Regions from separate parts of the Drosophila melanogaster genome. Here region 2 is linked to region 1. The links are chromatin contacts, called in public Hi-C maps. All regions are on one chromosome and are shown on one strand. Each heading gives the region's core, a stretch centred on a gene start, on an enhancer-like site or on the middle of the called end of the contact. The rest is flanking DNA. Distances are from core to core; before and after follow the strand shown. Region 1 holds the start of tinc (tincar). Region 2 holds the start of DNaseII (Deoxyribonuclease II).

What was found. Hi-C and Micro-C count contacts between places; a contact is called where the count stands out from the background.
Region 2: a Hi-C map of the Kc167 cell line shows a contact between it and region 1, with 1.9 times the contacts expected there. The contact joins the promoter of DNaseII here to the promoter of tinc in region 1. A contact is called at or near these places in 13 of 107 Hi-C or Micro-C datasets (the Clone 8 cell line, the D17-c3 cell line, the Kc167 cell line and 4 more) and 1 of 6 datasets of contacts at active chromatin or transcription factors (the Kc167 cell line).

Annotation. Positions count from the first base shown.
Region 1 is chr3R:17,810,105-17,812,954 of dm6, reverse strand. It overlaps tinc (tincar), which reads right to left and starts at 1,414. Exons shown (of 10, transcript NM_176511.3): 1 at 1,151-1,414. Alg1 (ALG1, chitobiosyldiphosphodolichol beta-mannosyltransferase) reads left to right here and starts at 1,821. Exons shown (of 3, transcript NM_142405.3): 1 at 1,821-2,475; 2 at 2,537-2,850. The coding sequence starts at 1,916.
Region 2 is chr3R:18,017,993-18,020,692 of dm6, reverse strand. DNaseII (Deoxyribonuclease II) reads right to left here and starts at 1,318. Exons shown (of 2, transcript NM_142415.3): 1 at 1,177-1,318; 2 at 1-617. The coding sequence starts at 1,280. It overlaps cpo (couch potato), which reads right to left. Exons shown (of 11, transcript NM_001014631.3): 11 at 1,801-2,700.

The DNA of each region.
Region 1 (2,850 bases), core at 165-2,664:
ATTTTTGCAATATTGCCACCGCATAAACCTGGTTAAGAAAAATGTCCTTTTCATTCCGTGTCTAGACCGAGGATAAGTTTTCTATGCCAAATGCTGCCATACGGAAAGAGAATGAAAAAGAGCGCAAAAGGGCAACGGCAGAGCGAAAACTTCTGCAGCGCCATAAAAAGTCGGACTGAAATCAAAAATCAAGAGTGGAAACTTGCGGGCCAACCCCAGGAAAATACAGCCACCCACCAAAAACCACCCAACCATCCGAGCAGCAGTGCAACCACCACCCCGCGTTCACCGCCCACCGTTTGGGGGTGGCCCGCTGGCTTGGCTATCTGCCTTCTGCGAAGGACGTAGGACGCAGGAGCAGAAGGACGATGCGCGGAGCGTATCGCGTCTGGATCAGAAATTGCAGACGAGCATAATGGGATAAACTACGTGGAGCACACTCACAGCTGGGTTCAGAATAATACAATATCTATATCATGCGGAAAATCATATTCAAAAGCAATAAATCTGGATCGGCATATTTGTTTGATAGCTATAAGTCAAATAAGTAAATTTCTATAATTGTTTACTTCCTTAATGGGAAATTCTTAATATTAAAAGTAGCTGTTAAGATTATCATACTTCAGTCTTTGTGATCTTTAAGAGCAATTACATACAATAATAGTATCTTTGACATTCCTTTGACATTTGCAAATAATATCTTTAAGGATATTTGATGGCCTTAAAGGTTATAGTATCCTCTTTATTGCTTATTCATACGCGTATAAAAATCTGTAAACGATATTAATATTTCTACCGCATCTGTACACCTAGTTATAATCTCAGACAGCCGGGTGACAAATTTGACGATGGCACTAGAGAGGAAAAATACTACGCGCATAAAAATGCATAAATGGAGAACAAAGCCAGCAGGAGCTCGGGAAATTGTAGTATGTGGTGTACGAAATTTGCATTTCCACTTCATCGAAATTCGATGGCTCGAAATACCCCCACACACAGACACAGATACACACACACGCGGACAACGATAGAGCCACCCACACATTGACATCCAGACAGGCGCCAACTGGAGGGTGGAAAGCCGGCTTGTTGTGCCGGCGAAAATGCGTAAAATAACGGCAGTTGGAGTGCTTTTCCTGATTTTACTCACCGGCAATTCTCCCGTTTAAGCAGTCATAAACTTTGTTTCAATTATTTGTTTTTCATCACCAACTAGTATATTTAATAATATTTCCTCTACCTGAGCATTAGTTGCTGCGAAAATTGTAGCACAGCTTTGTGGGTAAACACTCACACACACCGACGCACTGTCGCGCACACACACACACTGAGCTTGAAGTCCCGCTAGAAAAGTGCCGCACTCACGAGCCGCGACGTTACGTCCATACGAATCCGAATTTGAATGGAGAATTCAGTTTGAGCGGTGTGGTGTGACCAGTCACGTTTACTGCAATTAAGATCATACATACGCAAAGCAGGTACGGTCACTCGGCAACTGTTAAGTTATTTCCCTGTTAACCGCACTCATTTTATTTTACAGTACTGTTAAGAAATGTAAATGCAATGTTAGAGAAAAAATGTAGCTTAAAATTATGCTATTTTATCACTTCATACTTTGAAATCTAAACAGTATATATATTCGCTCATATAAATCTAAGAATTCTGATTACTCATCTTAAAAAATTAAATGAAATAGAATAGATGGATAAAATGATAAAATACCCAAATTTTTAAAACAGGTAGTAAATAAATGTTGAAATGAACCACCCTAACATAGCGCCATAATAGCAGAGTTCCGAGGCATTTTGCAGCGGCTGAGTACGGTCCCACTATTCCACAGGATTCAACCGAATCACAAACAAAACGCGCAATTCCCTTTGATCGCAGATAAAGCGCTTATTTTTCTTGCCCAGCGATGGCGGAAGTGCTGCCCAAGAAGCGCAACGCCTGCGTCATCGTGCTGGGCGACATTGGACGCAGTCCGCGCATGCAGTACCATGCCCAGAGTCTTCTCGAGGAGAACTACCACGTGGACATGATTGGGTATCTGGAGACGAGGCCGCTGGAGGAACTGACTCAACATCCACGTTGCCGAATCCACGAGCTAACTGCCGTCCCAGTGACGAACCTAACACCCAAACTGCGCCTGCTCTTCAAGGCCTTTTGGCAGACGCTCAGTCTGCTGATGGCTCTCATCTCCATTGGCCGTCCCAGCTTCCTACTCGTCCAGAATCCGCCCGGCATTCCCACGCTGATTGTGTGCTATCTGTACTGTGCGGTCACACGAACCAAGCTGGCCATCGATTGGCACAACTACACGTACACAGTGCTGGCATTGGGAATGTCGAAGGGAGAGCAGAGTCCTCTAATACGATTGGTTAGGCGACTGGAGCGATACTTCGGCTCCAAGGCACACACACACTTCTGTGTGACGCGGGCCATGCAAGAGGATCTGCAGCAAAACTGGGGCATTGGGTAAGTCCTCATCACATCCATCTAAACGAAGTAAATAACTCAGCCGCGACTCATCTTTCAGGCCTGTCAAAGTTCTGTATGATCGTGCGCCCGCGCAATTCCATCCCATCGACTTGACTCACAAGCACGAGCTGTACCTGAAGCTGGCCAAAGACTACCCACAGTTCCAGGCCAAGGACGCCGAACAATCCGATGTTCTGGAGGCCACCGCTCTTACCCAAAAGCTGGCCAGCGGTGTTGTGCAGTACAGACCACAGCGACAAGCCGTGCTGGTTTCCAGCACCAGTTGGACGCCGGACGAGGACTTCGGTATACTGCTTAAGGCTTTGCAAGCTTACGAGGAGACTGCGCAAGCAGAGCCGTTGGTTTATCCTT
Region 2 (2,700 bases), core at 69-2,568, 210 kb before region 1:
CCACATTGGCGCGTCCACTCTTGCCAAACAGCCGGAACTTCTTGCCGTCCAAGCTGCGCACCTCCAAGTCCTTCTGGAACGGTGATTCCGTCCGCCACTGACCATGCAGAGCCCTTTCCAGGCTCGGGAACAGCTCATCGGAGCGAGTGGCCAGCGGGTTGCGTTGATAGTAGAAGTGCGGTTCATTGTACACCAGAATCTGACCAACCTTCTCCAAATCCTCGCCCTTCAGTGTGACGCAGAGCATGCTCTGTGCGTACTGCTCGCCGGATGTGGGATAGCTGTAGTCCGGAATTGTTGGAAATTTGGGCACCGAGTGGACAATCCAAATAGCCGTCTCCCCATCACTGGCCACCACTCCTTTGGCATGACCACCGCTGCTGAAAACCGTGCCATTCGGCTGTTGATCGTTGTAGGCGGCCAGCAGAGTGTGGCTGGGATCGTCGTTCAAGGGGTTAAGGGTCTGGGCAGGCAGCGATAGGGGATCACTAATGAACTTTCCCGACATCTGCCAGGTGTCATAGTTCTGGCTGGTCACGTACAGGTACTTCAAGCCACTGGTGTCCTTGCCCAAATCGTTGTGCTGGTAGTGCTTGGGCAGTTTGTAAAGGTGCCACCTAAAATTATAAAGGAATATTTGAAAAAAAATTATTAAATAAATTAAAAACATGTTTATCTCATCGAGAAAACCCCTCAATCTTTGGAAATTTGTTTTTAAGATATTAAAAAAAAAAAATAATTACCATTTAATCTATTTTTGGAAATGGAAAAGTATTAAAAATGATGTTATTGTTATCAAATTGATTAAGTTTGTTTGTAGCAAACAACTTTGATTTAAATCTCTCATTTTAGGAAACAAAATAACACACTAATTACTTTTTAATTTCTTGTCACACAGTATTGTACAATTATTATCAATTTTTCCGCTTGAACTTGAACTCATCATATTCAATTTGTTTATCGCCTCTTTTAGAATAATCTCAATACAGCAGTGTATATAAATAACTAAAATACGTTGTGTTTGCAAATTGTTAATGATATGCAAACAGCGACTGCAGATAAATGAAAAAGTATGTGAAAGGCCAATATTTATAAGTAACTTTTCTAATAAGCACATTTAGTAATGTTTTAAGAACTAAACTATTTATTGTTTGATCTGTTAATCGAAATACTTACCAATCTACATCGTTTCCAGCTTCATCCTTACAGGAAACCTTAGACTTAGCTTCGTTTTGGTAGAAAAACCAAACGAACAGCAAAACGAAGCACAGAGATCGCATTGTACAACCTTCAAGTTGCTCGGCCGGAAAACAACTAAATAAGTGTCAGTGAATCCAATCCAATCAACGGCTGTGCTCATACAGGGTGTCTCAGTCGCAAATTGAAATCCATCTTAATCTTTTTCGATTTCTTCACCAGGTAAAAACGCTTGAATCGAGTGAAAACTGAGATCCTTGCTGTTTGTCTGTTTTATCTAAAAGTTGGATTTGTAAATATTTGGTCGTGTTTGGGTTTTTAACACAGCCTATCGCCACGTTGTCTGCTATCTGAGGGGTCAGCCACTTATTGCAAAAGATCAGTCGAACAGAGAGGTCGCTGATAAGCCAAGCGCACTAAATGCGGCTACAACGAATATATTATACTCTACTAAATATGTTTGACTTCATTTTTATGGATATTATAAGAAACTACTAAGAATCTTGTCCAATCTGTAACATATTATAAATACTTACCCATTTCACCATCATCACATAAACATCCCATTCATCCCACTGGCGGTGAAAAGAACTCCACTTCTTTACAATTACACAAAACAATTGTTAAAGTTTTTATTTATTATTCGTATTGTATTATTATAATTTGTCGCCTGCTGAAAACTGCAATTTGTTGCTCTTTTCCCCGTTTGCATTGCAGGGCATATCGTTTGTGCTTTCCTCCTCGATCGTGATCGCATGAAAATATTATCGTTATCAAATTGTATAATTTGTCTTGCGGGCGGGCGAGCCCATCTGCTAATATTGAATTATATTGGAAATAAACTGTCTGGTAAATTAATTGAATTCAACTTCGTTAGTTCTTATCGCTGGTGGCTGTCTGTGAAAAAATGGTTCACCTTTCATTCTGTTTCGAATTTCCTCTGATCTGCTTTGATCCGATCTGATATGATATTATCAGATGATATTATGTTTTTTTTTCTTTTTGTTTTGCCAATCGGTTGGTATTGCCATTTAGATTTATATTTAACTTAGGTGTACCGATTTGTTATGTCATTTCTTTGGTTTCGTATGCAACAATACATTTAAACTCACAATACAATATTTTCGCTAAATATTTTTTATGTATTTTTTTTTTTTGTATCAATTTTTTCATAGTTGTTAATAATTTATTAATATTTTGTATGGTTTTTCATTTTTTTGGTTTTTCAAATATATATATAAAGAACAAGGCTGATATTTATATTTATATATATATATATACGAGTTTTGTTTCTGTTTTATGTAAGTTTTATAATAATATTTAGCTATACGTTTTGGTTTTCATTTGCTTGAAAAATCAATTTGTTTTTTACAATATTAGCAAAGATCTTTATTCGATTTGAAAAAAGAAGGTCGTACTTGGTTTCGCGAAAATGTTAAATAAATGAGCCTCAAAATAGACAAATACTTGCCATTTCTTGTATTTTTTTTTTTTTACTTTTAA